Regions from separate parts of the Mus musculus genome. Here region 2 is linked to region 1. Evidence: chromatin contacts called from public HiCAR-type data. All regions are on one chromosome and are shown on one strand. Each heading gives the region's core, a stretch centred on a gene start, on an enhancer-like site or on the middle of the called end of the contact. The rest is flanking DNA. Distances are from core to core; before and after follow the strand shown. Region 1 has its middle 57 kb from the start of Gm33502. Region 2 overlaps Gm46565 (a long non-coding RNA gene).

Region 1 (5,038 bases), core at 720-3,219:
CGTCACCAGGCAGAGAAACCTTCTACTGTGTCCAGCAAGTAAGCCTCTGTAAGGTCATGGGTATAGGAAAGTGGAAGCCTGGGGGCTCAGAGCCATCGCAAAGAGACTCCTCGGGGTCAGAGGTCACATCTGTGGCTGAGAACAGAAGGTAAAATCGGCAGGAAGTGGCACACTCCTGGCGGATGCATTCCTAAACCTAGGCCCCGAGGTAGCTAACAAGTTCAGCCTCAAGCTAACCCGGTCACATGTGTATGCTGTTACACACTATTGCGCAGGTGTGTGGGCGCTTTGCTATGGAAGGCATAGACATGGTTCCTTCCTAGGTCTACAGATGGGAAGGACCATGCTCAATGGCAGCTTGCAGAGGGAGGGAAATCACAGTATGTTGTAACAGCACACTGCCATCCTCCACGCGCCTAGCATCAGTCCTAAAGTTAGGCAGTTTTGGTTTGAAGGGAGCAATTCATGTCTTAGAAAAAAATTCCTTTATAGGCAAAAATGAATTAGTGTTGTCAGCCAGGAAATATCAGAGTGCCTGTTTTGTTTGTTGGTCATGTTTTTTTTTTTTTTTTTTTTTTTTTTTATCTTGTGATTAGAAAATACATGTGGAGAAAGAGGAACACTCCTCCATTGTTGGTGGGAGTGCAGGCTTGTACAACCACTCTGGAAATCAGTCTGGCGGTTCCTCAGAAAATTGGACATAGTACTACCGGAGGATCCAGCAATACCTCTCATGGGCATATATCCAGAAGATGCCCCAACTGGTAAGAAGGACACATGCTCCACTATGTTCATAGCAGCCTTATTTATAATAGCCAGAAGCTGGAAAGAACCTAGATGCCCCTCAACAGAGGAATGGATACAGAAAATGTGGTACATCTACACAATGGAGTACTACTCAGCTATTAAAAAGAATGAATTTATGAAATTTCTAGCCAAATGGATGGACCTGGAGGGCATCATCCTGAGTGAGGTAACACATTCACAAAGAAACTCACACAATATGTACTCACTGATAAGTGGATATTAGCCCCAAACCTAGGATACCCAAGATATAAGATATAATTTGCTAAACACATGAAACTCAAGAAGAATGAAGACTGAAGTGTGGACACTATGCCCCTCCTTAGATTTGGGAACAAAACACCCATGGAAGGAGTTACAGAGACAAAGTTTGGAGCTGAGATGAAAGGATGGACCATGTAGAGACTGCCATATCCAGGGATCCACCCCATAATCAGCATCCAAACGCTGACACCATTGCATACACTAGCAAGATTTTATTGAAAGGACCCAGATGTAGCTGTCTCTTGTGAGACTATGCCGGGGCCTAGCAAACACAGAAGTGGATGCTCACAGTCAGCTAATGGATGGATCATAGGGCTCCCAATGGAGGAGCTAGAGAAAGTAGCCAAGGAGCTAAAGGGATCTGCAACCCTATAGGTGGAACAACATTATGAACTAACCAGTACCCCGGAGCTCTTGACTCTAGCTGCATATATATCAAAAGATGGCCTAGTCGGCCATCACTGGAAAGAGAGGCCCATTGGACTTGCAAACTTTATATGCCCCAGTACAGGGGAACACCAGGGCCAAAAAGGGGGAGTGGGTGGGCAGGGGAGTGGGGGTGGGTGGATATGGGGGACTTTTGGTATAGCATTGGAAATGTAAATGAGCTAAATACCTAATAAAAAATGGAAAAAAAAAAAAGAAAATACAAACTTGGAGTCATCCACCACTCTGCCTGCCATGTGAATGAAGACCAGCCACAGTGGGAGTGGGGAACACTGTAGAGAAGACACCTATTCCTGGTAGCTCCCTAGAAGCTATTTGCTGTTAAAACAAAAAAATGAATTCCTGGAGCAGATTCCAAAATTCCAGGCAAATTTCCTCACTTTTCACCACACGCTATGAGCTCATGTTCTGGAATTTTCCCCCTGTGTGTGTGACCTTCCCTAACCTAGACTGGATGTACGGGAAAGTGCAGGTGGCAGGAACTCTGTAGCCACGGAATTTCTCTCCAGGGGACAACAGCAGGCCTCAGAGGACAGCTGGACAGAGCCCTCCAGGGGGTCTTAATGGAGGTAAGCACCCAGAGCCCAGAGTGACATTCCTGGCTACCCTGAGGTAAGCACACAACTACACTTCCTCAGCCAAGGAAACATATTTGCATATGCAAAAATGCATTCCTGACTTTACAGGTGAATAGCAAGGGCCTTAGGACCAAATACACCAAGCACACTTTGAGCCCCTGATTTTAGGCTCTGCTGGGGAGATTTTAGGTTGCTGATCAGGGAGAGATCCTGGTACTTTCAGGTATCAGATGAGAAAGAGTATTGAGACCCACAGATTTATAGATTCCTCTCAAAAGCTTCCTTCCTTCCAAACTGTGTCCACTCTTGCTCTCTTCCTGGAACTCCACAAACCGTGTCACACTGCTCACTACAACGGTAGCATCCTTCCTTTCTCCTGCCTTACTCTGCCCGCCTCTTTCCTTCACACCGCGTAGCTACTTCCATATACTTTCTGAATCTCATCTTCCTTTGTCAATCTCCTGGACTCCTCCCTCAGTCCCATTCTGGGTCACCCAAACTGTTGCCATGGTCTGCGTGCTGGCTCTTTTCTCTGAAGCCCGACTACCCCTCCCACCACAGAGCATCTCTGGGATTCTTAAAACCCAGCTGTGTCTGCACTGACCTCTGCTGTAAACCGCTGGACTCCCTGGATCAGCTGCAGACAGGCCCCCAACCCCTCCCCTCTCCCCCCAACCCCCTCTAGCTGCTAGCCCCCACAATTCCCTGGGCTCCTGCCCTTACTCTTGCTTTCAGTTTTCACAGGCTCAGGCTTTTCAGGCCTTCCACGGTGTTTGTTTATCTATCCAACTTAGCCCTTGGGGCCCCAATATGATTAAGAAGCTTCTCTTGGGTTTCTGTCCTGGTACTGTCACCTCCTAGAGAGGTGTCATTTATATCTCAGCCTAGTACAGAGAGGGCTTTAGCTTATGAAGTGAGGAAAATACTTCTCAAGGGAACGAGTGAATGAATGAATGAATGAATGAATGAACGAGTGAGCAAATGAATCGTGACTGCTGTGCTTACGATGGTAGCAGAAGGAAGATGCTGAACCAGTGTGAAGTCATCACTTCTGGACACACCAGAGACCACCTGTGTTCTATCACATCACCAAGGTGATAACCGGGCACAAATTCGCACGTATAGACAATAATAACCCTTGTGTCGAGGTTCCACAGTGATCAGTGGAGCTGATGCATGCGAATATGCTTTCAAAATCATAAATGACTGTTCAGATGTGCTAGGGACGTGTCCAGCATCCCTGACGGGCAGAAGCCTCCGAGCTGGTGATTCAGAACAGAAACAAGCATACAGCAGACATAATGGTCCCATCGTCGTGTCATGGGCTGTGTTGTACCCCTCAGCGTCTAGCAGGGTCCCCAGGGAAGGACAAGGCTTCCTTCATACGCAGCCTGGGCCTTTGGCTAGGGAGATTCCAGATGGTCAGAGAAAAGAATAGCCCCTGGACTGACCCAGGGGCCCAGTGGGAACTGGGCTCTGGTTTGGTGCCCTGTGTGTGCACGCAGTGAGGAACTCTGCTTTCTTGGGCTGTGGCTTGTAGCTTTGGAGCCTTAAAAATAGCACTATAAGGATATTTTTAGTGCATTATCCTGAGGCGTGGCTGACTCTTGTGGGGCTGCGTGTGACGCCTGAAAATAGCTTTGGTCTGTTTGCAAGTGATTCAGACAGCTGGTTCAGAGCTTCGGTAAATACACAAACAAGTGGGGGCTGCTGAGTTCTAACTATAGGTCACCCCACCCCGGCACATCTGGAAAACTGCTTCTAATGAAATTTACAAGATCTCTGGACCTTGTACAAACCACAGTGCTGCTTAGAGGGGCCTGGGGTGCTTCCAGGTGGTAGACTGGACAGAGCAGAAGAGCCAGCCCATTTTACCAAGGGGGAAACTGAGGCTGTGAGAGAATGTTTCTTCTTGCCAAAGTTGCATAGTTGATTTGTGACATGGTGGATTGTGCAAAGCCCGTGTTATTTTTTCCAGCTATTTTGTGTGTGTATGGTGGGGGCGGGGTGTGTGTGTAGATATAGGTGCTCATGCACACGTGTGCACAAGAGTACAGAGGTCAGAGGATGACCTTGGATCTTGTTTCTTAGCTACTGGCCTATTCACCTTTGTTTTGAGAGGTCCCTCACGGGTCTGGAGATAGTCAAGTACCAGCTCCGGCCTCTGGGTTGCTACCCTGTTTGAGCTCCTGCCCCACTCTCAAGGACAGACTGTTACCTGGAAGTGTAAGCTGAGTAACCCTTTCCTCCCCATGCTGCTTTCGGCCATAGCATTCCATCACAGCAATAGAAACCCTGACTTAAAGCCGGGCATGGTGGCGCAAGCCTTTAATCCCAGCACTCGGGAGGCAGAGGCAGGCGGATTTCTGAGTTCGAGGCCAGCCTGGTCTACAAAGTGAGTTCCAGGACAGCCAGGGCTACACAGAAAAACCCGGTCTCGAAGAAAACAAAACAAAACAAACAACAACAACAAAAAGAAACTCTGACTTAGATCCCTCCCAAGGCCAGTTTTTCTATGTGAGACCATTTCCAACCCCTCTAGGCATTCTGTAAACCTCATCTGAATTGGTGCTCCTGTGAGGCAATGCTGTTATTCCAATTTTGCAGGTAATGAAGCCAATGCTCAGAGAGCAAGGAGACTGCCCAAGGGGTCACAATTAAGGAGCCCTTAGGCTGCACCAGGGTTCTGGGACCCAAATGCTTTGAGTCTCTGGCAAAAGTCAATCTCTGTAAGTGGATGAGACAGACAACCAGGGGTTGTAGCCACAAGTGTTGCAGGGCCTAGCTGGCTGAGAAGGGGCACGCATGGCCTCTGTCTCTCCTCATGACTTCCTTCTCCTCATGACAAAGGAGCAAATGATGATAGCCAGAACTCAGCATGTAGGAGAGCAGGCTGCACGGGCCACGGGCTTGTGAACGTGTGCCCTCTGAACCAGCTGGGCAAG
Region 2 (5,038 bases), core at 768-3,267, 200 kb after region 1:
CGAAGAAGGCATCCACCCGCTGTAGGAAATGCTTTATTGTCCTAGAACCATGGAGGAAGGAAATGGCCAGCTTCTCAGTGCAAGCTGCCTACTTTCCATGCTGACAATTCAGCACATCAATAGGCCTTTCAGCCAAACACAGGGCAGGGCCAGGCTAGAATTGTGCACCACTCATGCTCTGTAGTTTCATAGCCTGAGAACTTGGTCTTTAGGCTCTAGGTACTGTCAGAAAGTGAAGTTGCCATTCATCCATCCATCTACTCATCCATCCACCAAGCCATCCATCCATCCATCCATCCATCCATCCATCCATCCATGTACCCATCCATCCATGTATCCATCCATCCATCCATCCATCCATCCATCCATCCATCCATCCATTGATCCATTCATGTACCCACCCACCCACACACACATCTATCTATATATGGACAAGAAACATGCAAAGACTTGTATAAGCATTAGATGCCTCATACAGACTAAGTTACTCTCTCTGAAACACAAAGCTGTCCAGCTTGTGGCACTTGTCAGTTTTCTGTGGTGTAAATGTCCCCAAATTTCAAATTACCAACCTGGTGTCACCGATGTGGGACTGGGTAAAGAGGCTGGGTAGTCTACCATATGCTCACATAGTATTTCCACTGAGGTTGGCACACGCAGGGATAGCTTAGCAAATCAGACTCCATTTGACTTAAGCAATACACATTGTTTTCCCAGCAAATCACTTAGCAACCTTGGATAAGCTGCATGCATACCCCTCTCCCAAGGCAATCTGGTTCCTCAAAGCGATGGGTCCCTGGCACTGTTAGTCACTTCCACTTTGTGGTCTACAATGTCTGACTGAGAATTAGGCAGAGTGAATGGGAAGAAAACTGTGTTCTTAAAATAAACTTTTAGGTGAAAAATCTTATTTATCACCTAATGTCTATGCATAATTGGATGTGCAAATGATTAAAAACAGACGCATTGTGGGAAAGGACATTTACAGTAAACAAAGGCTTACATAACTCAAGCCTGTCAATCAAACCAGGAAACTACCTGTCCCTTGTCCCTTGTCCCTTGTCCCTTGCCCCTTAGCAACTAACTCTTCCTCCTCTTCGTAGACCAATAAAAGAAATCCCCAAATGGTCACGTAGTGCTGGCGAGTACTCGCTCAGAGCCCACTCTCTCCTGGGGTATGTGGCCTATACATTGCTTCTGCACAAAAATTCTGCTTGCTACTTACTATTCATGGTGCGTGCATGAGTGTTTTCAGTTCTTTCAACAAGACACCAAGAACCTGGAAACATCTGGCCCCAACTGTACCGCCACCACGTGGACATAAATCTAACCTCAAGCAGTAAGCACAAGCTACAGTAAATATCTACACATGGGTAAGTTTCCAATATTACCTTTGCTTCAAAGTTGAACTGAGGGCAAGGTCTGAGGAAGCGGCTCCGTGCAGAACAGTTGCCTAGGATGCAAGCCCCAGCACAACATATGGAAAAGATGTGAAGAGACTTAATTGAAGATTTGTGCAATTTAATTTTTAATGATGTCGTATTTAATAAAGAGACGACAAAATCCCTGGGAAAGACACATTTGTCCCTGACAAGAGAACACCCGGGGCCACACACGGGAAGGCTCTTCTCCACTGGGGGCAGGAGTTGAAAGGCCACAGTAATACAGTGACAGTCACCCACAGTAAATCCACTCTGCGCAGAAAGGTCAGGCTGGCAAGCTATGTCTAAAGGGTACAGATTAAAATCCTATTGCATTCATGGTCCCCAAATAATTTCAATTTTAGTACTTTTGCAGAGTCCACAGTATTAGCCCAGCCCTCCCTCCTGCTTAAACCACAGTCCTCTGGGCTCTACTGAACCCCTCTTTTGTTTCTGTTAACTAAAGGTCAGCACAGAGGTCAGAGGAAATAGCATCTATCCTGGAAACAAAGACTTGCAGTTCCTGTGCATTGAATCAGCAGGACCAAGAATACTGCAGATGCCGGGGGAGGGCTTTTGTTTTGTTTTGTTGTTTAAACTGGGGATTTCCAAAGCAGATGTTTTTGTAAGTCACACATTGGCCGGGCATGGGCAGAAATCCTACATTGTAAACTCCTCTGAGGATGGGTTAACCAGCACATTCCAGCTGTCAGATGTTAAGAGCCAAGGCCACTGACCCAAGGCTCCTAATTCAGCAGTTCGTGTTAGCAGATGTTTGCTGCCTCCTTAGAAAGTCTTAGCCTGGGTACGTTCCTCTCACATCCTCTACAAGGGTCTCATCCTCAGATCAGCAGATCTATGTGTTGGGAGGCCCAGGGCCCTGGGGACTGCTGTTGCTGCTGCTGCTTCTTCTTCTTCTTCTTCTTCTTCTTCTTCTTCTTCTTCTTCTTCTTCTTCTTCTTCTTCTTCTCCTTCTCCTTCTCCTTCTCCTTCTCCTTCTCCTTCTCCTTCTCCTTCTCCTTCTCCTTCTCCTTCTCCTTCTCCTCCTCCTCCTCCTCCTCCTCCTCCTCCTTCTTCTCATTATTATTATTATTATTATTATTATTATTATTATTATTATTATTATTATTATTATATTATTATTTACACTCTCTGGTTAGGAACGTTAATCAGTCCTGAAACTTTAAATACCAGTGACTTCTTTTATCTAAATATTTAGTGTAAATAGTTTTATTTAAGTCAAAGAGCGAGGCAGGAGGAAGAGTGGGAGAGAGGGGGGAAGGGAGGGGGAGGTGGAAAGAGGGGGAAGAGAAGGAATAGTTGCAATACTCAGATTAGCCAGTAGAGGGTATCAGTTCCCCTGGAGCTGGGGTTCCAGGCAGTTGTGATCCGCTGGATGTGAGTGTTGGAACAGAATTCAGGTCCTCTTCAAGAGTGGTACATACTTAGCCTCTGAGCCTTTTCTCTAGCCCCTTAATAAGGAATTTATATTATCTATTAATTAACTACTATAGAAAATAAGATATTTTAATTATTCATTTATTTGTGTTTGTGTATGTGCACATGTGTATGTACATGTATGTGTGTTGTGCATGTGTGAATGTGTGTAGATGTGTGTATGTGCCATTGTATACATGCAGAGAACAGAGGACAACTTGCCAATGTTGGTTCTCTACATCCACCATGTAGGTCCTGGGGATAGCACACAGGTCATCGACCTTGGTGTCAAAGGCCTTTATCCACTAAGCCATTAATTTTTTAAAAATTAACTAAAAAAATCTATAATAGCATTTTATTGATATGATTATGTTAATATCTTTCACTCATAGCGAACATCTTTTATTTTTATTTCACTAGAGTTAATGATTTTGGTTTGCTTAGCTTTCTCTTACCATCTGGCTAGGTCAACCCATATCCTTAAAGTCTGTCACCGAAGGTTTTGCAGGGTTGAACTCATCACTAAACTTTGCCAGTTCTGTTCTCCTCCAGGACTGCCATGCCCAGCCTCCTCCCCCTCCCTCTCCAGCCTTCAGTTCCTTTTGACTGCCTGGGCACCCCCTTCAGTCCTCGGTGGTCTCCTGCCTCCTGGGCGCCCCCTTTAGTCCGAGATGGTCTCCCACCTCCTGGCCCTCATACATTCTTTGGTTTCCTTCCTCATGGGAGCAGTTTTCCTCCAGAAGTTTCCCTGAGATAGCTAGCTAATGGGAAGCCAATATCCTGGCATTTTTGTCTCTGAAGATGTCTCTAGTCTCTGTTCACATTCCATGCTCTAATAGATATTCAATATCCTCTCTCTGATAGTCTTGTATTTCACATTGATTTCACGCATGTCATCGTTCACTGGACAAGACACGTATGGCCTCCAGTCTTGGAACCTTCTTGTTATTATTTCTTTGGTAATCACTTTCCAACTTTCTCGTGTTTCTTTCTCTACAATTCCCATTGGGCAGAATTTGGGACATCTCTTTTTGCCTGGTTTTCTACCTGTGAGTGCCTTTTGGGAGCCAGGAGGGTTTCCTTAAATATATCACCCGATCATGCTTGCCTTCTGCCCATGGGATTTCCCAGCTTAGCTTTTGTTTCTAATTCCTGGGAACCTTTCATGGGTATGCCTATTCTTTATAATTAGATCGCCTTCTAATCTTCTTGAGGAAGCGGTTCATTTGACATTTTCTTTTCCGTCGTGCATTTCACTTGAGTGAGTTCTCCTCTGACTGTTTGGATCCCTGTCTTCTGTGTGGAAGGCTTTCCTTGGGCATCTGATGAACCATGGCTATCCCGCTATGGCCAAATGCTAACAGGAAACCTGGCTGCACAGATGGCAGGAGACTTGTGGACCTCTTTGTAGGATGCTCGGTGGGGTCCACTGGTATTTTCACTTAGACCTTCAAATGGCAATCACTACAGGTTTTCCTGGGCAGTTCAGTATCTACAGAAAGTACAAGGGTGCTTCAAAATACCTGTCAGGATAAGAGCCTGGCAGCAGTCCTCAAGTCGGGCAGCATGGGCGGGACAGCCCTGGTCTTCAGCGTTCATACTGTGCTAGCTCCTTGCTTAGTCTGGCTTCCCCATCCTACCCGGCTCTCCAACCTTCCAGGCTCATCTTCTTCAGAGAAGAAAGTCCCAGTCCCCAGCATGACAGGGAGAGCACACTCACTGGTGGGAGCCTGGGTGGGGCTGACTTTCGGTACACATTGTTACACTTTATCCATTGCCAGCTGCCATGTCCTTGGTCACCCTTCCTCTCTTCTCGTCCAGCGCCTCCCACTCCTTTGCCTTCCAGGGCTTCCTCCCGGTAACCTAGCTTCTTGCTGTCTACAGCTCTGTCTCTTGAGCATACGGATGGAGGCGTATTCTCAGGTAAACAATGACGGCTCTCCGTCTGACCCACTCCCCATCTCTGAGTAGCATGATCTGAAGCTACAGACGTCTTTCATTTCACTGGACTTGAGGTTTACCTTGGGGCTTTGTTCTCCTCTGTTTGGGGGTGACTTCTAAAGGGTGAAGAGGAAGCAGTATGCCATCAGTTACTTCCTGAACCAAACCATACAATTGACTCCCAGAATTGACACATCTTCTCAACAGCTCCTCAGAGCCCCAACTTGTTGGGGAGCTGT

Evidence for each region. HiCAR-type assays count read pairs that join an accessible place to other places.
Region 2: a HiCAR-type map of embryonic stem cells shows a contact between it and region 1, with 6 times the contacts expected there. The contact joins two enhancer-like sites. A contact is called at or near these places in 3 of 484 Hi-C or Micro-C datasets (embryonic stem cells, nephron progenitors and uterus), 4 of 115 datasets of contacts at active chromatin or transcription factors (cardiomyocytes and embryonic stem cells) and 1 of 9 other capture datasets (embryonic stem cells).

What each region holds. Positions count from the first base shown.
Region 1 is chr16:30,733,507-30,738,544 of GRCm38.p6, forward strand. No RefSeq gene overlaps it. Among named protein-coding and RNA genes, the nearest start is that of Gm33502, 57 kb to the right of the region's middle. Within about 2 kb of position 1,970, at least 53 of the 459 cell types and tissues checked have an H3K27ac peak or open chromatin away from gene starts, as enhancers often do. A contact at or near this core is called in embryonic stem cells, where this site is marked.
Region 2 is chr16:30,938,109-30,943,146 of GRCm38.p6, forward strand. All of the region lies in intron 1 of Gm46565 (a long non-coding RNA gene), which reads right to left. Among named protein-coding and RNA genes, the nearest start is that of Gm46565, 12 kb to the right of the region's middle. Within about 2 kb of position 2,018, at least 30 of the 459 cell types and tissues checked have an H3K27ac peak or open chromatin away from gene starts, as enhancers often do. A contact at or near this core is called in embryonic stem cells, where this site is marked.